7 separate regions of the Mus musculus genome follow, and all the other regions are linked to region 1. A link is a contact called in public promoter capture Hi-C data. All regions are on one chromosome and are shown on one strand. Each heading gives the region's core, a stretch centred on a gene start, on an enhancer-like site or on the middle of the called end of the contact. The rest is flanking DNA. Distances are from core to core; before and after follow the strand shown. Region 1 holds the start of Neu3 (neuraminidase 3). Region 2 holds the start of Rrm1 (ribonucleotide reductase M1). Region 3 holds the start of Kctd21 (potassium channel tetramerisation domain containing 21). Region 4 holds the start of Aamdc (adipogenesis associated Mth938 domain containing). Region 5 holds the start of Il18bp (interleukin 18 binding protein). Region 6 holds the start of Rsf1os2 (remodeling and spacing factor 1, opposite strand 2). Region 7 holds the start of Aqp11 (aquaporin 11).

Region 1 (2,729 bases), core at 79-2,578:
AATCTCTTGACACCATTTTTTCTTGTGTTTGACTTCATTTCATGTTTCACTCATCATGGCTCCAGCCGCAATAGGCATATATATGGAATATATATATATATATATATATATATATATATATATATATATATATTCTCCATACAGCCTAGCTGAGCCATACGATGTGCATACACACTGATGAAGTTCTCACAATGAAACCACATCATTGTTGTGTTCTCAGTACCAAGCCCCATCATTAAGCACTGCATTATTCTATCAATTACAACCTCCTCTTAGCACCTGGGCTGGTCTTGAACTTGTGATTCTCATGCCCCAGCCTCCTGAGTGCTTGGATTAACAGGAGCCAGGCCCCATGACTGGCTCTCATTTGTTAAAGGTTAGTAATGTGTACTTATCAGGACCATTCAAAAATGCTTTATAAACGTTAAGGCACTATACAAATTGATGTCTTTAATTATTGTGAATGCTGACCTTTTTACAATTCAGTTTTGGTTCTGCCATCACCTCAACAATTAAATTGTCATTAATTTTCACTATGATTATTCTAATAATAATGATGACAGTGGTAACACAGTGGCCTGGTCACACCTAAAGGATTCACCCAAACTATGTGCTCAGAACTAGGGGCTGAGAAGAATCTAGTACAGGTCTGCTTTGGAGTTGTTTGCTTTAGCAGATAATTCTGATTATTAATTACTGTTCCATACTCTCTCACCTTCCAACCAAGTCCTCTCTATTCTCTTTCTTGGGGAGAGTACAGTTTAGCACGACTTCTGAAGTCAGCCTTGTTTGAAGAGGAAAACTTAGGGGAGACCACTCAGTTGCAAATCTAGTATCAAAAACATTCCACCTTGGAACCTTTTTGGTCGCCCACAACTCCTCTATAGTAAGAAGACTTCACAGTCTCGGTTTGTTCCCACAGTTCTAAACTACAGCTGAAGTTTGGCTTTAGATGGAAGAAAGCAAAAGTAGAATGGTCCTAGCTGATTCTGGCTGACTCAGTCTTCCTTCCTGATGCAGGTCCCCACAGTCCCCGGCCGAATTCCGGGTGACTCTCACCCCAGCTCACCGGCTCCGGAGGCTCTCTGGGCTCTCCCGTGGAGTCTCGGAAGAAGGCCTGAAGCTGAGCTGGGGCGATGGAGACTGGATAACAGCGACAGAAACCACAGACGCTGAAACGAACCCAGTGACCGCTGCGCAAGAACTGGCAGTAATGAGACAAATATCCCAGGAGCAGAAGGAATGCGCTGGGGAGCAGGCGCCAGAGGACTGAGAGCAGCGTCTGGGTGTCAACCTCCCCGGCCAGGCCACGCCCCTTCACCGCGCAGTGCCCGCCCTGCTTGCTTCTCCACGCCCTTAACGATTGGTCTGTGGAAGGTATCACCGCCTAAAACTTCCCTAGACAGTCTAATTGTCGAACAAAGGTTCCGAGGCTCAGAGGGGACTCCTAAAAAGATAAAAGGTGGAAGGGGGTGTTTTCACACAAAGCACTGGACATTCTCCTTGCAAAAGGTTCCAAAATGTATATATTTATCAGGGCCTGGTGGTGCGGGGCTGTGGACTTTGCTAGTGTGGTAGAGACTGTTAAATTTCATCTGTCTGGACTACAAAATGAGTTTAAGGCCACCCTGAACAATTGCCCTTCTCGCAAGATTTTTAAAAAAAAGTATAAACAGAGCCGAGAAACCAGTTAGGTGGCAGAGCACTCGCCTAGCAGGTGCAACGTCCTAGGTTCACTCTCCTGTACCTTCGATAACTTATTGTATATTGTCTACACACATTTACATACATGTATCTGTCACCAAGTACTGAATCCATTCTCTTGTTTCACAATCACACGCAAGGACCATCCCATTCTTCCCCACCTACCAAAATCAAAAGAGGAAAAGGCCCCTCTTGACACACTGCAGCATCTAAGAGATCAGCCAGGGGTGGGGACAAAGAAAGCTAAAAATGACTGTTAAAAAAAAACAACAACAACACAAACAAACAAACAAACAAAAAAACAAACCGAAACAAACAAACAAACAAAACCCATCAGGTCAACAAGGCTACCAGAGGAGACTAAAAAGAAAATGAAAAAGTCACGACCAAAACAAAAACCCAAACAAACAAACATAAAAACCAAGATGTGGAGTACATTGGTATCAAAATTCACAGTGGTTCCTTATGTACCAGGTTAACATAATGAACTAGGACATTTAGCATAGTGGCATTACCCTGTGGGGAGTGACTTGTATTTGACTTATAATAGTAAGATGTATGATAGCACCCTTCACCTTATAATATAAGAAATCACACCCCCAAGTGTGGGTCTAACCACAGTAAGATAGAAAGCAGCACAGCAGGGCCGATTCGGCCGGACCCCATTCCTCCTCTGCCTGTGAGGATGCCAGGGGGCAGGGCCCTGTCCACCAAGGAGCAAAGTGACTTCCTTTTATTTCATCCCAGTCATGTTAGGAGTTTCTCTCCCAAATGGCTGCCTCCTCTAGTTCCAGTGTAAGAATATGGGGTCTTCTTTCTTTGAAGTGAACTTGATACTCAGAAGTAGAACTCACATGGAGAGAAACAATTGAAACTCATTTTTTTTGTTGGAACCAAGTAAAACATAAAGGAATTTGTCAAAAGATGAAGGGAAAGATGGAATATTAACTTAAAGGATGGAAAAACATTGACTCCTACTGAGTTTGAATCCCTGAGCCTGAGCAAATACCATGGGTACGGCAGTG
Region 2 (2,729 bases), core at 100-2,599, 2.6 Mb after region 1:
AATGATATTATATTCCCCTAACATCTGAATATCAATTGTGTTTCCATATCATATTTTCCCCCTGGATAGCCCTGGTCCTCTAGCTTCATGTAGGATTTCCTATGATGTGTCAGTTGTGGGTGGAGATGGACCCCTTCTGGAGGGTGTAAGAAGCAAATGATAGGTTTTAGCGAAAGAATGCCACATACATTATTTTATGAAGATCAGTTTTATGACCGAAATTAGTTTTTATACTTGTCTTGAATAGGTTTAAAGTACGACTTTAACTATTCTTTCTTTTTTTCACCTAGCCTTTCCCCCCATTTTATTGAAAATGGATTTTTTTTTTCGCCTCACATAACATATCCTGATTATGTTTTCCCTTCTCTCCTTCCAGTTCCTCCCCATCTGGGTCCTGCCCCGTTTTGTCTCTCGTTAGAAAACAAACAGGCTTCCAAGGGAAGAAAAGAAAAAAGAAAAAAAAAAAAAGAAAGAAAACTAGCACATCAGTGTTGAACAGAACCAACAGAAGGACAGAATGCATGAGAAGGAACAAGAATCAGAGATACACTTGTTCGCACACTCAGGCGAACACTATAAAATCCCATAAAAAACACTAGTAAACTGGAAGGCAGGCAGGCCCTGGGCATGCTGCCTTAGTCTCAAGAGTTTATAAGAGCATAGAGGGCCTTGATTCTTCGGTGTCCTCCATCCCCCTAGGTTCTTACACTCTTTCTTCCTCCTTTTCTATGGGGCCCCCTGAGTCATTTGGGGAGGGATTTGATGGAGAAGTCCCTTAGGACTGAGTATTCGCAGATGTCTTGGTCTCTGCATAATGTCTGGCTGTTTTCACGTATTAATGTGGCGACGACTATCTTATTGCTGATCCTATCTCTACTACCATCCACAAAACTGTAAAAGCAAATGGACTGTGGGCCTTCATAAGAGTTTCACAGTACCCCTATTTCTGTAAGGCTGAAATTCAAACACCTTTGGTCTAGCCCCACTCTTTAACTGAGGAGTGTAGACCTACGAGCCCCGGGCTTCCTATCTGCTTCTTATTTGCGGGTTGTAGGCTTTAGTGCAAACCAGAACAAAATCTTGGTGTTTCCATAATGTCCATAATGTAAAATAGCAAAAAAAAAAAAAAAAAAGTCAGAGGGGTAGGGAAGGGGGAAGGGAGGAGGAAGAAGGAAAAAGGAAAAAGGTGTTCTGGATATCTGGTTGGTTACTTTTTTGTTATGAAATAAAAATACTCGGGAGATTTGCTTGCCCACACCCAATATGGCGGCAGGAGAACTCGTTCCCGCCAGGTCCGCTTTCACCCAATGTGGTGGAAAGGAGCGCAGTCTCCCGGGCTTTGCCCACACTCAATATGGCGGCCAAGGGACTCGTGTGCTGTCTGTCTACTGCTCAGTTTCCGCCCATTCAACTCCCGGCGTTGAAACGTCAAGAACGTCATTCGAATTCCGTCCGTCGCGTTGCTCTGCACGTCACGGGTGGCGGGAGCGGGAAGGAGTTCGTAATTCGGTTAGTCTGCTCTGGTGAGGAAAGTGCTGTCTATCGCGCAGCTTCCATCCCTCCGTCCGAGCAGCCTCTCGGAGTCCAACCCTTCACATCTGACAGTCGTCTCTGTCCCTTCTTCGCCTCGGAGCTGCTAACTGGTCTCGAACCTCTCAGCACTTCAGCTTCTAGCGGCGATGCATGTGATCAAGCGAGGTGAGGGGTCCGTGGGGATGGGGAGGAGGAGAGGGGACCCGGCTGCGGAGAGCCCAGCGGTCACTATCGCCGGCCCGCCCGACCCGCCCGACCCGCGGCGCCTCGCCGCTTCCCGCGCTTCCCGCCGCGCTTCCCGCCCTGTCTGTCAGCTGGGCCTGTGTCTGCTCAGTCTGTCCCCATTCTCTTGACCTTTGTGTGTTCCCTTTGACTTTGACTTTGTGCTCCCTTCCAGACTCCCTCCAACCCTGTCTGAGATTGTTCCCGAGCACTGTTATTCCTTGCCGCCATCCTCAGAGGTAGCTGCTTTTGGCTCCATTTTTTTAGAAGAGGTTGCAAAGACACGAAAAAGCACCCCAACACCCCCATTCCACCCCAGCTAGTAGTTGGTGAGGTTAGAATTGAAACCCATAGCTCATAATAGCCCTGTGCCTGTCTTTCCTCATTTCTTAAACAAAATAACAGACAAAAGAACCGCGGAGTCGATGATCTGGTGTAGGAGGAAATAAGGAAAAAAAGAAAAGGCAGGACACCACATTTTTTGAACATCTGTCATTTTTCTGGTCTCTTCTGAGGTGGGAGTGTAGTATCATCTCTCCTGCCTCTGCATTTTTGTGGGGAGGTTTTTTTTTTTTTTTTTTTTTTTACATTGTTTGTTCTTGGGACAGGGTTTCTCTGACTGGCCTGGAACTTACTCTGTGTAGATCAGTCTAGCCTCAAACTCACAGAGGGCTGCCTCCTCTATCATAGGTCGATAGACAAAGACTTTTAACCCAAATAGACAAAGACTTAATCCGAGTAGACATGATTAACCACTGAGCAGTCTCTGCAGACCCCAAAGACAATCTCTTAATTGTTTTAAACAGTTTTAAAAGCTGAATATACTTGATTCTTTGGTATTGCCCGCTTAATAACTGCTAATGCTAACTGTGATTTGATTATTTAGATGGCCGCCAAGAGCGAGTTATGTTTGACAAAATTACATCACGAATCCAGAAACTCTGTTATGGACTCAACATGGACTTTGTTGATCC
Region 3 (2,729 bases), core at 166-2,665, 2.5 Mb before region 1:
TGGATCTGCTGTTCCCAGATCTCCTCAAAGGGGAGGAGGGAGGGTCTGCAGGTCCCTGCCCTGCGTTGGGGAGGAGGGGGTTCATCTGCTGTCCTCTCAGCCCCTCACATTCATGCCCCCACACCCTGACTCCTATGGACGCCAGGGTTCACTCGGGTCTCTTGGCAGCAGAATGTGTTTTAACTCAGTGTCTTACCAAGGCAACCCTAGCATGGCACCCTTCCCCCTAGGAGGCCTCGACCAGCCCCAGGCTGGGTCCTGGAAAGACAGGAGTGAGGGCTTTGCTAGTGACAGGCAAGAACAACCCTGTTACTGAAGAGGAATTAGAGAGATGGAAGAGAAGATGAAGAGAAGTCCCCTCTGGGACTGTCCACACTCGCCCCTGATTACAGAGCCACCACTCACTAACCTCTGCTAACCCAGCCCCCACTCCCAGCCCAGACTTTCTCTGAGGGAGGACAGGCGCTTAAGCTTCAGTTCTGCAATCTGCAAGCGATGTCAAGGCCCCCGGACTCCAGGACAAAGATGATCAGACTGCCTCTGGATCCTCAGTGTCTACTCCAGTTGGGCCCCCTCTCTTCCTTCCTTACGCCTGTTTAGCCCAGACTGGGGGTTCTCCGCAAAAAGATTGCCAGGCGTCATGGTTCTAGTTGTGGCTGCTCTCAGGACTGAGAGGTACAGAAGCTGGAACTACTCAGTTGATGAAGGAGATGGTTAAGGCTCAGAGAGGGGCAGTTAGAAGGCCAAGGTCACACAGCAAAGGCCCAGAAGCACCTAGATCCCCCACCTTCCAATCTCGTGCTCTCAGAGTCCTAAAGATAAGTAAGGAGCACTCGAAATGTCAAGAGTGCAGACACTGCCCCCGCCCCCCGACATGAGCACTCAAACACCCAAAGCCCCCTTAACTCCTAGACTTCAGAGGGCCTTACCTTAGAACCCACTCCTGGGCGGGGCGCATGGGCCGGACTAGACTAGGCTGGGCCAGTCGAGGTCAGGGCGGGTCCTCCGCTCCCCTACCGAGGGGTCCCAGACCGCAGGGATGCTGCTGCTACTTTGTGATGTCCAACTCCACCCACCCCGCTCCGCACAACCCTAGATGGACCTGGGCAGTGCAACTGCGCGGTCTCAGAGCTGCGGGACGGAACTGGGAGAGGGGTGAGGTGCGGGGAAACGGGGCGGAGCCACAGCGGGGGTTACCCTGCGAGCTCCCAGTCGGGCCGCGTCCCCTTTAAGGCCAGCTGGTCCCAGTGCCGGCGGGGCGGGCCAGTAGGGGGCTGGCTCTCCGCGTAGCCTCCTGGGAGGTGGAGTCCGGGCCCGGCACGCGGCACAGGAAGGAACGCAGAGGGGACTACAAGTCCCGGCGGCCAGCGCGCGGCCCGGGACGACCCGCCCCTGCCCCAGCCCGGCCCACCCCCTAGCGAAGCTGCGCTGGCTGGAGGGGAGGCTGCCGAGCGAGGGCAGGAGGTGGGTGCGGTGCGCAGGGGTTTCGGGGAGGGCTCTGGACCCAGCGGACGCATACATGTCTTTCCGGGCACCTGTCCTGCCGTGAAAGGTCATCTGTCGCAGCCTCGCTGTTCTCATCTGTGAAATGGGGTAGCCCCGCCCGTGGCCGCGGGGGAGGGGCGCGTTTCGGGGTGAGGGGGTAGACCGAACCACCTGAGGGGCGGGGCTGGAGAAAGGGATGCGCTGTGGGAGGAGCCTTTGGTGGGTTAGGAAGAGGAGCCGAGTCTCTAGGTGAGAAGGGGACCTCTTGTTTGATCAGAAGGGACCGGTTCCAGAGCTGAGGAGTGGGTGCTGGGTTAGGTGGGCGAGCGCGAGGCGGACCACAGGGATGACAGGGACCCCTCCCAGCTCTAGTGAACCCAGGGCGTGTGGATGTACACAGCACCATTCTTTCCATGTGACTAGAAATAAAGAGCCCATCCCTGGAGCTCAGTGCGTCACACACATACTCATTCTACTCACATCCCGCCAAGGCCTCACCGTGATAACTGTTTCCAGTTGAGCAACACACCTGATAAGTGACTTGCCCCCAAAAGCCTTCAAAGACCCTGCCTTTCTCTGCCCACAGGGGAAACAGAGGTTTGGTCTGGGGTGACAGGAAAGAAGCAAGCATTGTGATGCCCCACCCATCCAAAGTTGTGCTCCAGGACCTGTGCCCTAGCACTTTCAATGCCCAGCTACAAGGCAACCCAATGCCCCACCCATCCAAAGTTGTGCTCCAGGACCTGTGCCCTAGCACTTTCAATGCCCAGCTACAAGGCAATCCAATGCCCCACCCATCCAAAGTTGTGCTCCAGGACCTGTGCCCTAGCACTTTCAATGCCCAGCTACAAGGCAACCCTTCTATGGTGTCTTCAGGCTGGAGCTATTTGAAAGCCCTTTGTTTACAGTTATCACTGTTGGGAGGAGTGGGAAGGCCACAGGAAGAGAAAGCTGAAAGGAGGTGTGGGTGCCTGAGGAAAACCACAAGATGAGCCAGGGTGGCTAGGGAAAGTTCTGCCTGCGGTTGAGGGATGGTGTTGGGACCATCTTCAACAAAGCATTTCTGTGCAAGCAAGGAAATGCCTCAGGTTGGGTGGTCTCTTCTTCCAGCCCACCCCCACCCCGCCCTGATGGGCACAAATCCCAGTGCCCCTTGTGTGAACTGAGGGGAGCAGCCTGTAGGCCTCTCAGAGATAGGACAGGGCAAGGTGGCCGTCAGCTGTTGGGTGTGAAAGGATGAAGGG
Region 4 (2,729 bases), core at 96-2,595, 2.2 Mb before region 1:
GTAGATATTATTATTCACTTTACTAAAGTTCAAAGTAACAAAGAAACTTCGGAAGGTTATAAAGTAATTAGGGATAGGACTCAAGTCTGGTTCAACTCAAACTTACTTCCTGCTCCTAAGCATACAGTATACTGCTTCCTAAGCTGCAGGTTCTATTTATTTTCCATTGTTGATGACTTTCCCCATTCTGGGATTCTTTCTGAGAGAATGCTACAACCAACTCTGGAATGGAGTAGAACTCTGCTTCCTAACAAGCTTACTGCTGTGCAGCGAACTCCCAGCTTTCTAAGTAGAATCCTAGCTCACCCTCTAGACCTTGGCCAACTTAGAGCCTGAGCTGAGCCCAGAGTCTTCTTAGCATCTTAGTTCCCGAGTAGAGAGTGGTTCCTCAGATTTGGTCACCCAGCAGAGGCAATTCCTCATTAGTGATCCACAGAGTACCTTAGGCCCTGGTCCACCGGTTCCATCTGGCAAGGAAGCTCTTTAAACAGGACAGTAAAACAACTCAAAACAGCTTCAGGAAGTCCCTGAAACTAACCAGATTCATTAGGTCTCTCTCTGTCAGAGCAAACAGTAAAAGGTGATCGTCTCTCTCAAACTAAAGGAAGTTGAGCTGAAAAAAAAAAAAAAAAAGCCTCTCAGACAAGCTGCACTGCAAAGAAGACTCTGAGATGGGACCAGCTGCCTGGGAGGAGCAGAAGCCAGCTGAGCTGCCTGGAAGAGGTTCAGACCAGAGTCACTTGGAAAGGACATGCCAACGCAGTGAGCTGCCTGCAGGCTGTGCAGTTTTTATAATCTGTCACCCATGCTGGGGTGGGCCCTGGGGTCGCAGCTGTCTCTGAGTCATTCCTGCTCCTGTAAGTGACCCCTTATCCATGCTCCTGTTAAAATAAAACGCATTGGTTCGCCAAGTTGGACTTTGGTGTTATCTGTACTTCGGTCTGTCGGTGGGAGCTCTGTCTGGGGTGAGATGTGTTTACCGTCCCCCCAGGAAAAGTTTGGTCACACAACACTCAGGAGAGGGCAACACCCCTCAGCAAACTTTCTGAGACTTCTCTCCAGGGTCCCGCGCCAAGCCACAACCGCACCTTTCCTTCTCCTAACCTCTCTCCTCCCTGCCATTCTCTTTTGCTGCATCTTGGTGTCTCTCTTCAACTCCCTCTCTGTCTCTCTCTCTTGGTCGTCTCCGTTCCCAGATCCCGCAGAAAACTCACGCAGCGCTTCTGTTCGCGGTTGTTCCTCCAGTCGGATCCGTGCTTCACCTTTCCCTGCAGCTAGCCGAGGGACTCTGAGCCACAGCGGTTCAGCCACCAGGCCTGGAATTCGCCTTCAGCCGGCCCACACCCGAAGCTCCGCCCCCTCCCCCCATTGGCTATCGTTCTTAGAAAGTCCCGCCCCCAACCTCTCCGCCCCGCTTCCCTTGTTTTCATTCCCCCTGTCACACGAGGCAGTAGCGACCCCGAAGTGGGAGGGAAGAAGTCGGAGCCTTGAAGTCGTAGAGGGAAGGGGACGGGAAGAGGGCGGAAAGTGAAGGGCCCAGAGTGCCTCTCTGTCCCCGATCTAACTCAGTTCTCGACTGCTCCGGGCCGGCGTGGTATTGTGGGATCGCGGCGCCTGGCGCGAGACGCTCGCCGCCGCAGGGGCGTCCACTCGAGAGCGCCTCCTGTCGTCCGTAAAGCTACCCTGCCATCCCTCGGTCCCCCCAACTCCTCCCGCCCCCCCATCCCCTCCTCCTCCATCCTCCAGTTCAAAATGGCGGCGGCGGCGGCGGCGGCGGCGGCGGCAGCGGCAGCGGCGATGGCTCCTCCGGGCTGCCCGGGTTCGTGCCCCAACTTCGCCGTAGTCTGCTCCTTCTTGGAACGCTACGGGCCGCTGCTGGACCTGCCCGAGTTGCCGTTCCCAGAGCTGGAGCGGGTGCTGCAGGCGCCGCCGCCAGACATCGGCAACGGAGAAGGTAAGCGATCGGCCCGAAAGCCCGGCGGGAAGCGGCCCTGGCGCGCTTTAGCTCTCCATAGATACCCTGGGGCTCTGCGGCCGTCCCTCGCCAGGGATTGGCCTCCGCGGAGTCCCTACTCCTCGTAGCCCGGGGGTTCCTGGGTGCTGGGGAGGCGGGGCGGAGGCCCCCTAGGGCCACCGTGCCCCGCGGGGACGGAGGTGGGGGCGTCGCGGACCGGGTGTGGGCTAGGGCCCAGGAGGGGGTATTGTGCCGGCCTGACGCTCTGGGGCCGGGTCCCCCGCGCCGGTGTTGCCTCCAGTTCTTACCCCTTTAGGTGGCGGGGGAAGGGGAGCGCAGGTTCCGGCCAGCTTTGCGCTTTTCTCTTCCCCTCCTCCCACCAATCCGCCCCACCGTCTCCCGGGAGGCTGGGCCCATCTTCTCTCGGCGCCCCCTCTGCTCACTCCACCTGAGTGGGCGGGGGCCCGCGGACACTCCGCTCTCCCGGTGGTGGGAACTCCCCCGAGAGAGTCGGCTCCTGCCTTTTCCCGTCCCCTGGAGGGCTGGTCTAGCCCCCCAAACTCCTTCCTCCTTGGGAGATCTGAGTCTATGACCAGAGAGGGGGCTTCCCCCCTATTCTCGCGTAGGAAGGGGAAATGAACTCGGCCCAGCTTCTCCGCTCTGGGTAGGAGAGGGTTAATATCTCCTCCTCCATAGTTTTTCTCCTCACCACCTCCCCCAAAATAATAGAAAAGCATCTCTCCACTTTTCTCTATCCCTTCCCCCTATCTCAGCT
Region 5 (2,729 bases), core at 81-2,580, 2.2 Mb after region 1:
ACATGGACATACAAAAGCAGGACCCACCAAGAACTGGGGCCTGAGGAACAAACAGTTACAGCTGTAAATAAAACTGAAGCTCAGCTTTCTAGCACCCATCTTAGTTGGGGACAAGCTGCTACCTGGGTAGGAACAGACCTCGACCCAGATACTCCTAGGTTCTCACCAGGAACCTGAGTGGGTGGAGACCGTTTAGCCCCCACCCCTCGGCTCTGCTGAATGTAGTGCAAAGGAGCCTTGAAATGGAGCCAGAACCAAAGTAGCTACATAGGCGCTTACAGCAATGGAAGAATTGGATGGAACTTCCTTGGGGTGGGGGGTGTTGGGTAGCAGAGTTAGCCACATAGCTCCATTCCTTTAAGAGCCACAAAGCCTAATGTCCCACCTGCTGTCCAGCAGTGTCTCATGGTCATGATGACTTGCAAGCAAGTCTGGTGTCTGTGACTTCCTCTGGAAAAAAATAAGTAAAAGTCAGCTAGCCCTACATCTGTGTTCTTTCCCTCAGGCAGTGTTACTGACACCCATTTGAGCTGGTAGTTTAGAGGGCAGACCTGTAGCCACCAGCTGGGCTATCCACACTTAAGGCACTGCTGGTGTTAATAGTAACAATTTTCTCTCATACCAGCTCCAAACAGCACTTATATAACTTATACCCCCTTAGGAAGGAGAGAAAGTACTAAAAGCCAGGGACTTACCTGGGAAGCAACAGTCCGTTTGCCAGCTTGCCAGCCTCCTTCTGGGAAGGGCAGGCAGCAGTCAGCTTCTAGGAAATCGAGCACCTATTTTCACTTTCACTTTCTTAGCTAGGAATCCCAATCGAAAGCAGGCTGTTCCGAATGGGCCCCTCTCCAAACTCACAGGAATCCTCTATCTACCTCACCCCTCTCTCTAAGGTTAGCGAAGGGGTGAGAAAGATGAGTCTCTCACAGGTCTGTACCTGTCTTGCCCCTTCCACCCTTCACAGCCAACTTTCCTTTCTCCAGAACAAACTCCAAGGAGGCAGTATTTATTAGTACTGGGAACCCCAAATTGAACCACTGACCTTTTTACATTCAGTGCCTCACTGGCCCATTAATATCGTAGTTTCTCTCAAGCTCCCCCACTCCCATCCCTCACCCCAAGGTCAGGTGTATCACTTAACACCAGCCTTCACACACAGCCACAGCCACTTGTACAGGTTCGTTTTCAGTAAATTTAGATCTTCCTACCTGGCTCCTAAGCCCCGAATAGCTTCTTGGAGCTCTAAGGCTCAGCCAGGATAGCTGCCTGGCCCCAAGAAAATCTCACCACAGGAAGGAGCAACTTCCCTGCCTGGCTCGTGTACAAAACTCCCAGCCAAGCGAGAGCTGACCCCAAATAGCCAGGAAGGCACTTCCGCAACACTGGCTCCAGTAGCTCAGAGACTGGTACTTGGAAAGAACAAAATTAGAATCAAACAAAACCCTGAAGCCATGCTCCCTGCATGTGCCAGAACCTCTTGGGGCAGAACGACCAATGCGCACACTTGGGGCAAAGTGCTGTGCTCTTAGGTCTGTGATTCTGTCACCAGAGGGTAGAACTGGTGACAAGTGGGATGGAGCAGGTTGGAAGGACCTGTGGGAATAGATTCATACCTGGTTCAGATGCAGGAGGCTAAAAGCTGTCTTCTATGTGGCACAGTCACATTTCTTTTGAGCAGTCCACCTACCCTCTACCACCTAGGTTGCTGAATTCAGGGCAAAACTCCCTCAGAATCCAGGATCTCTAGGAGTTAGGTCCAGAAGTTGTGCATCCACACACAGCCATTGGGGGATTTCTCATTCCACTGGGGTTTGGGTAGGGGTGCAGGACGAGGAACTGCACTGTACCTTACAAGACTAAAGGTAAAACATAGACGTAGCCTTCACCTTAGGGAGAGGGGAGGACAAATACCAAAGGAAGAGTAGCCTGTCTCTTGGCCTTCTGCTCAGCTCTCATTCCTCTGAGGATGGAGGGAAAAAGGAAGCCACAGCTGAGTAAGAGAACAGGCTGAGTTGTGGGGGTATCAGGGTACTAGTCTCAGACTGGGGGTGAAGGCCTCAGGGCCCCTGATGCCGTAGGACAGGAGACACACACACACACACACACACTCTCACAGAGGGAGGATGGGTGAGAAGGCAGGACCAATGGCTCCAGGTTCCGGCTCTCAGGTGGGATGCAAGAAGCCAAGATACCCCAGGGGGCCCGGGAAAGAGGTGGCAAAAAAAAAAAGGCAAATGCGTGTCCAGCTTTGCAGCCAGCTCATGGAGCTTTATTCAGATGTGATGACAAGATCCTGTTTGGTTCTTGTTGCCTTCAAATGGGCCAGGCCAAATTTCTCTAGACACCCAGTGCTGCTGACCCATGATGCCCTCCCCCTTTCTTCAGACTTCCAGGACTACAGTTAGGCCTGCTCAGAAGTCCCCTTTCAGAGCCCATCTTTATTCAGGCCTCATTCTGCCTATGCACTCACCATTCTTAACGTCAGGCCTGGGAAAAACCCACAAATGACCAAGCCTACCTAGGGACGTTTCCTGGGCTGGAATCCCCTCTTAGCTTCAAGGGCACACTGATGACTGGCAGAAAACAGAGATCCATTAGTCTGTCTGCTCTGTGCATACACAAACATACACACTCTTAGGCTTTCAGGAAGGAAGTGATGTGCAGAGTACCCTTTGGCACATGTCAACACTTCCATGAAGGGTGTACTTGCACAAGAAGCTGCAACATTC
Region 6 (2,729 bases), core at 114-2,613, 2.1 Mb before region 1:
CTATCTGCTACCCTTGGAACCTACCTTGAAAACCTCTTTCTGAAATCTACCACTTAGAAAGCACACCTACTCAACGTTTTAAACTGGAAATTTAGAAACGATATTTAACCTCTCTTCTTTGTCTATTCTTGTCTTCATCGTCACAAATTCTTCCTCTCAATCTATATCCACATGACGAGGATTTTAACCTTCAGAGAGTTCTAGAATCTTTTCTCATCCCCTCCCTTACTCCACTCCCACCTTCTCATTCCTGTTCAGGGGACCTGCCTCCTAGTCTCACTAACAACAAACTAAATTTTAAAACGTAACACTTGGAACTGACTGGAGACATGGGTCAGCTTGTGAGACTGCCTAATGCCTTTGCAGATAGGGTCACTGCGCCCAGGCAGGGTGGCTCACACCTGACTGTATGTAGGTAGGTATATACATATATGTGAGGAAAAAAATCTTTAGATTCCTCTGTTGAAAAGAATCCAAAGGGAAAAAAGGAGGAAGAAGAGAAAGAAAGATAAAACTGCTATCACATCCTCCATGTATGTTATCCAACCTAAACAGCCTTAGCCCCATAGATATTACAATTCTACAGCCAAAAAAAGTGGAGTCTAGAGGTCAACTGACTGAATTCCATCCACCAACTCTAGCTTGTGAGTTTAATGCCTCAGGTCCCATCTGTTAAAGTGGGTAATAGAAAATGTGTTCATATTGTGTATCATAAAGAAAAAAATTAATTGAGCAAGTGTGGTGATGGGTGCTCATAGTAGTACCAGTAAACTGGAGTTCGGTGCAAATCGATTATGTATTGGAAGCCAGCCTGGGATACTTAAAGAAGCCCTGTCTCAAAAACCACGAAGGAATCCATGAAGAAATATAAGAGGTAAAGTCCGTATGCTGTGTGGTCTATAGGTCTCTGTTATGGGTTTCTATTCACCAAACCTGTAGGTTTTCACTGCTCTTATTCACTGGGACCTAGCGAACAGGGAAGGCAAGGGTTCCTAACCAGTGGCCTACCTTTCCCTCGGGCAGTCTTTTGACTGTCTTGCTGCGCACTGTCCATCATTAATGTAACCTTTTCGTGCTCGTGGCATGACTCGTGGGGATGGGGCGCTCGATCTCTCCGGCGACGTGGGGACTAAGAGGTCTGGTAAATGGCTGTGTGAACCCAAGGAGAACAGGCCTGACGAGGCGGAAGCAGGGTAGACTCGTGCACCCAGCCGGGAGACTTGGGATCTCCAGATGCGTGTGGATTTTATTTCTGTGAGTCCTCCTTCGGCGAGGGACTCCTGGGGCCTGGGTCCCTTCCCGCTTTTTGTTGGGAAAGGCTTGGTATTCCTTATACATCCTCTCTCGGGGTTTGCTCCTATGACCTTCAAAGAGAACCACATAGAAAACACTCGATTATTCTAAGCATCCTTAGAGGAGCGGGAAAGGGGAACCGATGCCACGTGACAAAAGCCAGCCGGCTCGCTGCGGACCTCTGAGTTGCCTAGAACATCCCGTCTCTATGGTCAACCGCATGCTAAGGCCCTCGCTGAGAAAGTTGTTCTTCCGGGCTACGACTACTGCTTCCGGGGCAGCTCCGTGCGAGCCGCGATTGCGGTACTCGCCTCTCTCGGTTCGCGTGGAGCGATGCTTTCCCCGGCAATGAGCTTCCTCAAAAGCTTCCCGCCGCCTGGGTCGGCCGACGGGCTCCGGCTGCAGCAGCCAGACACCGAGGCTGTGCTGAACGGGAAGGGGCTCGGCACCGGCACGCTTTACATCGCGGAGAGGTAAGGTTGGGGGGCGCCGACCAGCCGGCCGGCGCTATTGTGCGGGCAGGGTGGGATTGTCCCCTCCCGAGCTCGGCTGGTTCTGTCCCCTAGCCCGCGTTTCTCCCTAACGACCTGTGCGAACCGGCCTGTCTCCTGCAAGCCTGGCGCGTGGTCACGTTGAGTTTTGAGTCTGCAGAGCCTCGGTTAGTTTTTCCGTGGGCCTAGCTTTCGGAATGGTCGTGTCAACTAGACGATTTCCCTGCGTGGAATATGTAGCTCAGATTGTGACGGGTTACGACGTTTGGTTAATGAGCTGGGATGTTCTGCTTCAAGTGTGTGTGTTTGTGGGGGCTGGGGGGAAGGACCATCTTCAGGCCCACGCAGGGCGGAGTCACAACCAGCCGAACCCGACTCCTGGATGTGCAGGTCCTGGAAGGAATTCTTCTATTTCACTACCTGCAGGATTCAGTACTTTCACAATAACATAGACATGCCACTAAAATACACACTACATACACGCTCATACCCTCCTACCCCCACCCCATACCTTCCTGTTCACCCGCCCTCCCTCCCCATTTCTTTCCTTTCCCTTCCTCCCTCCTTTCCCCCCTCTTTCTTTCATTCTTTCTTTCTCTTCTCATTCTTTCCTGTCTTTCAGAGTCTCTGGTTTACCTTTTGCTATATTCTATTTGTTGGCCACAAAGGAAATCCTCTGCTTTTAAGAGCTCGAGTTATAACATTGCTCCTGCCTAGAAAATCCAGGCTATCTCGTTTATTTCACCATCAGTAGATTAGTAATCTTAATTACATTCAAAGTCCCTTCTTTCATGGCACTGGAAAACAAATCTCTTGGGGACCAAGATTATGCCTACTACAGAGCCCAGGGTATAAACGTGTAAAGAGCTATTTGTTCAGAGAACAGTGTGGATAGTGGGACTGGGTGTTTAGACACCGACTAGAAATACAAATGTGGGTGGGTGC
Region 7 (2,729 bases), core at 160-2,659, 2.1 Mb before region 1:
CTTGAAACACACCTTTCATGGGAGTCTACTTAAAAGTCCACGTGCAACTCCACATAAGGAATATGACAAGTAATTTGTAGGAAAAAAGTAGGACGTGAATGCAGCTACAGAACTGCTTCTCCTCGCGGTCAACTACTGACCTATCGTGCACTTTAAGCTCGAAGGAACTTTTTGACCGGATCGTTTCTCAGTAAGAGTGTCAGAAGCAATCTATACCACCTTGGCATGAGAGCCGTAACTGATAAGCTGCCTTTCTAACATTAAAACAATCCCTTTGTGGGCTATTTAAGCCTTTGGCAGTAATCTGCCACGATCTTAGTTTCGGCACCGGAGTGTCTGCTTTCTCTGGGTGTTCAAAACAGCAATGAATGAAGATCTGTATGTTGGCTCCAACTGCTAGGCTGCAAGGTGGTTAGAATAATAAGTGGCCCAGGGTAGGGTGCAGGGGGTGCTCAAATGTATCGGTAAAGAACTTAGAACCTCTGGTCATAGAGGCTCCGGACTGCCAAGTGTTTGGTAGGAATAACAAACCTGCATAGGCCAAAAAGGTGATGAGTGCAGCCAGCAGGTGGATGCGAAGCTTGGTTCGGACCTCCTGGAAGTGCAGTAGAGCGCTGTGGAAAATAAAGGAGCAGATGGCCTCTATGATGATCGCTTTGGACATGTCGGTGTGGATGGGATTCCTGCAAGCTAAGATCCTTTCGTCGTAATGGTACTTGGTCAGACTCAGGCTCCACAGGGCGCTTATGCAGTACCTGCTGCACAGGGCGCTAACCAGCTGAGCCAACAACCTCACGGCACCCATTTCGGGGGACATACCCCCCAGAATCATCTGCATCATCACGCCGCACGGGTTGCTAGCTGTGCCCACCAGGGTCAGGCCATGCACCAAGGAAAAGAAGTAGATCAGTGTCAGAGTCCAGGTGGGGTGCGCAGAGTCCTGCTCGCTCAGCACTTGGAGCTCGTGGGTGCAGCAGCAGAGCTGGAAGGTAGCTAGAAACTCCAGGACGAAGGCGTGGACCACGGGCCTGTGTAGCTGTTGCCGGGCGATCACGCGGGCCAGCCCCACGAACAGCACGAACAGCAGCATTAGCCCCAGCGAGATGCAGGTGTCCTGCACCTCGGGCCGGAGCCCCAGTAGCGCGGACATGGCTCCCTCACCGCTGGGGATGGCTGAGGGCGGCAGGGACAGAGGAGCGTCGGGGGCTGGAGTCCGAAGTCCGCCGCCCCGCCCTCCCACGCCCCTCAGGGGCGGGCCGAGTGGAGAGCCCGGGTTCCGCGCTGGAGGGCTCCTCCCCTCCCCGGCTGCGCTGTGCAGATGTGACCTGAGCCGGGGAGGGGGGGAGGGCGGGGGAAAGGAGGCGGCGAGGGAGCTGTCCCTGGGCACTGGCGGAGGGGACAACGGTCTGTAGAGCCCCACGCGCACCCGCCTTCCGCCGCCTCCCTCAGCACAGGGCCAGGGCCCCGAGACCACTGCGCACGCGCGTGGCGCCCGAGCTCTGGGCTCTCAGCGCCGGACCCCGAGCCTAAGACCGCACCACGCTGGTGCTAGAGCATGTGGCGATCGGAGCGTGGCTTGGGAACTCTGCCTTGATCTTTGCACACTCCGGAAACTGTACTCCACGGAGCCCCAGAGGTCATCTTTGCAGCCACCCCGTTTTTACTAATGGAGAGACTGAGGTTGAGGAGCGAGGAGGTGACCCTCAGGGAAGGAGCTGTGGTCAACTGGGAGTGGGCGTGAGAACCGAGGTTTGACTGGTTTGACAAGGTGTTAGAGCTTTGGTTTTCTTCACCCACACTCGAACTTTTTTCGTAAGTGTGGGGGAAAATATATATATCCATTTATGTGTAAAATTGACGTTAATTATATTCACACTTTATCTAGCTATCGCCACTATTTCCAAACTTTGGATGTTGTGTTTTATTTTTTATCGAATGCATTTGCTTAATTATCTAATTGTCTTATTTATGTTTATATATGTGCATACACACACACACACACACATATATATATATGTATGTATATACATACATACATACATACATACATACATACATACGGGGGTCGCTGTGCCCAATCTCATGTGTTCCACAAGGTGGGTCCCAGGGATCAAACTCAAGTCCTCAATTGGGCACCTTTACCTGCTGGAAGCACCTTGCCTGCAGGTGGTGGTTTAGGCATGAAGTCCTCAAAGTTTATAATGTTTATGTTATCTTCATCATGAGATATTAAAATACTAAGAAAACATTGTTTGCTTGTTCTCATTGGCATCCAGTGTGGGAAGGAAACCCTTGGATTGGTTGGCTTCCCAGAATCCTGGGACAACCTGAGGCAGGATGGAAAGAAGGGAGTTTGAGGGGCCATGGAAAGGAAGCTAGCCTGGAGCTGAAGTCTTGCACCAGCTGAGAGTCAAGTATTCCAGCACAGTTAACATCTATTGTGAAGTTTGCCTTATAGATATCCCAAATAAGAATATTAAAATAGGTGCTGGTGAGATGGCTCAGCGGTTAAGAACACTGACTGCTTTTCCGGAGGTCGTGAGTTCAAATCCCAGCAACCACATGGTGGCTCACAACCATCCTTAATGAAAAACAAATAAAAAACCTATGGTCCAGTGCGAGCGGGGCCGGAGCAAAAGGGAAGGGGGGAAAAAGGGAATATTAAAATAGTTCTGGAAGTCACTTTCTGAGGCGACCTTCCTCCTAGATGGTCTTTGTGACTTCCAACC

The links. Promoter capture Hi-C pulls out the DNA fragments that hold promoters and counts their contacts.
Region 2: a contact with region 1 is called in a promoter capture Hi-C map of pre-B cells, with 4 times the contacts expected there. The contact joins the promoter of Rrm1 here to the promoter of Neu3 in region 1. A contact is called at or near these places in 2 of 39 promoter capture datasets (neutrophils and pre-B cells).
Region 3: a promoter capture Hi-C map of pre-B cells shows a contact between it and region 1, with 2.7 times the contacts expected there. The contact joins the promoter of Kctd21 here to the promoter of Neu3 in region 1. A contact is called at or near these places in 2 of 39 promoter capture datasets (cranial neural crest and pre-B cells).
Region 4: a promoter capture Hi-C map of liver shows a contact between it and region 1, with 3 times the contacts expected there. The contact joins the promoter of Aamdc here to the promoter of Neu3 in region 1. A contact is called at or near these places in 2 of 39 promoter capture datasets (liver and pre-B cells).
Region 5: a promoter capture Hi-C map of liver shows a contact between it and region 1, with 4 times the contacts expected there. The contact joins the promoter of Il18bp here to the promoter of Neu3 in region 1. A contact is called at or near these places in 2 of 39 promoter capture datasets (both in liver).
Region 6: a promoter capture Hi-C map of liver shows a contact between it and region 1, with 2.9 times the contacts expected there. The contact joins the promoter of Rsf1os2 here to the promoter of Neu3 in region 1. A contact is called at or near these places in 3 of 39 promoter capture datasets (cranial neural crest and liver).
Region 7: a contact with region 1 is called in a promoter capture Hi-C map of liver, with 2.9 times the contacts expected there. The contact joins the promoter of Aqp11 here to the promoter of Neu3 in region 1. A contact is called at or near these places in 2 of 39 promoter capture datasets (both in liver).

What each region holds. Positions count from the first base shown.
Region 1 is chr7:99,827,089-99,829,817 of GRCm38.p6, forward strand. Neu3 (neuraminidase 3) reads right to left here and starts at 1,329. Exons shown (of 3, transcript NM_016720.2): 1 at 1,070-1,329.
Region 2 is chr7:102,440,346-102,443,074 of GRCm38.p6, forward strand. It overlaps Rrm1 (ribonucleotide reductase M1), which reads left to right and starts at 1,350. Exons shown (of 19, transcript NM_009103.3): 1 at 1,350-1,698; 2 at 2,642-2,729. The coding sequence starts at 1,680.
Region 3 is chr7:97,330,908-97,333,636 of GRCm38.p6, forward strand. Kctd21 (potassium channel tetramerisation domain containing 21) reads left to right here and starts at 1,416. Exons shown (of 2, transcript NM_001039039.3): 1 at 1,416-1,464. Usp35 (ubiquitin specific peptidase 35) reads right to left here and starts at 1,202. Exons shown (of 11, transcript NM_001177412.2): 1 at 930-1,202.
Region 4 is chr7:97,578,152-97,580,880 of GRCm38.p6, forward strand. Aamdc (adipogenesis associated Mth938 domain containing) reads right to left here and starts at 1,346. Exons shown (of 5, transcript NM_001177945.1): 1 at 1,215-1,346. It overlaps Rsf1 (remodeling and spacing factor 1), which reads left to right and starts at 1,745. Exons shown (of 16, transcript NM_001081267.2): 1 at 1,745-1,954. The coding sequence starts at 1,753.
Region 5 is chr7:102,016,902-102,019,630 of GRCm38.p6, forward strand. It overlaps Il18bp (interleukin 18 binding protein), which reads right to left and starts at 1,331. Exons shown (of 7, transcript NM_010531.2): 1 at 1,209-1,331; 2 at 696-763; 3 at 386-450; 4 at 1-40. The coding sequence starts at 413. Rnf121 (ring finger protein 121) reads right to left here. Exons shown (of 9, transcript NM_029211.3): 9 at 2,236-2,729.
Region 6 is chr7:97,695,104-97,697,832 of GRCm38.p6, forward strand. It overlaps Rsf1os2 (remodeling and spacing factor 1, opposite strand 2), which reads right to left and starts at 1,364. Exons shown (of 3, transcript NR_154552.1): 1 at 1,009-1,364. It overlaps Clns1a (chloride channel, nucleotide-sensitive, 1A), which reads left to right and starts at 1,554. Exons shown (of 7, transcript NM_023671.2): 1 at 1,554-1,766. The coding sequence starts at 1,627.
Region 7 is chr7:97,736,838-97,739,566 of GRCm38.p6, forward strand. It overlaps Aqp11 (aquaporin 11), which reads right to left and starts at 1,410. Exons shown (of 3, transcript NM_175105.3): 1 at 532-1,410. The coding sequence starts at 1,150.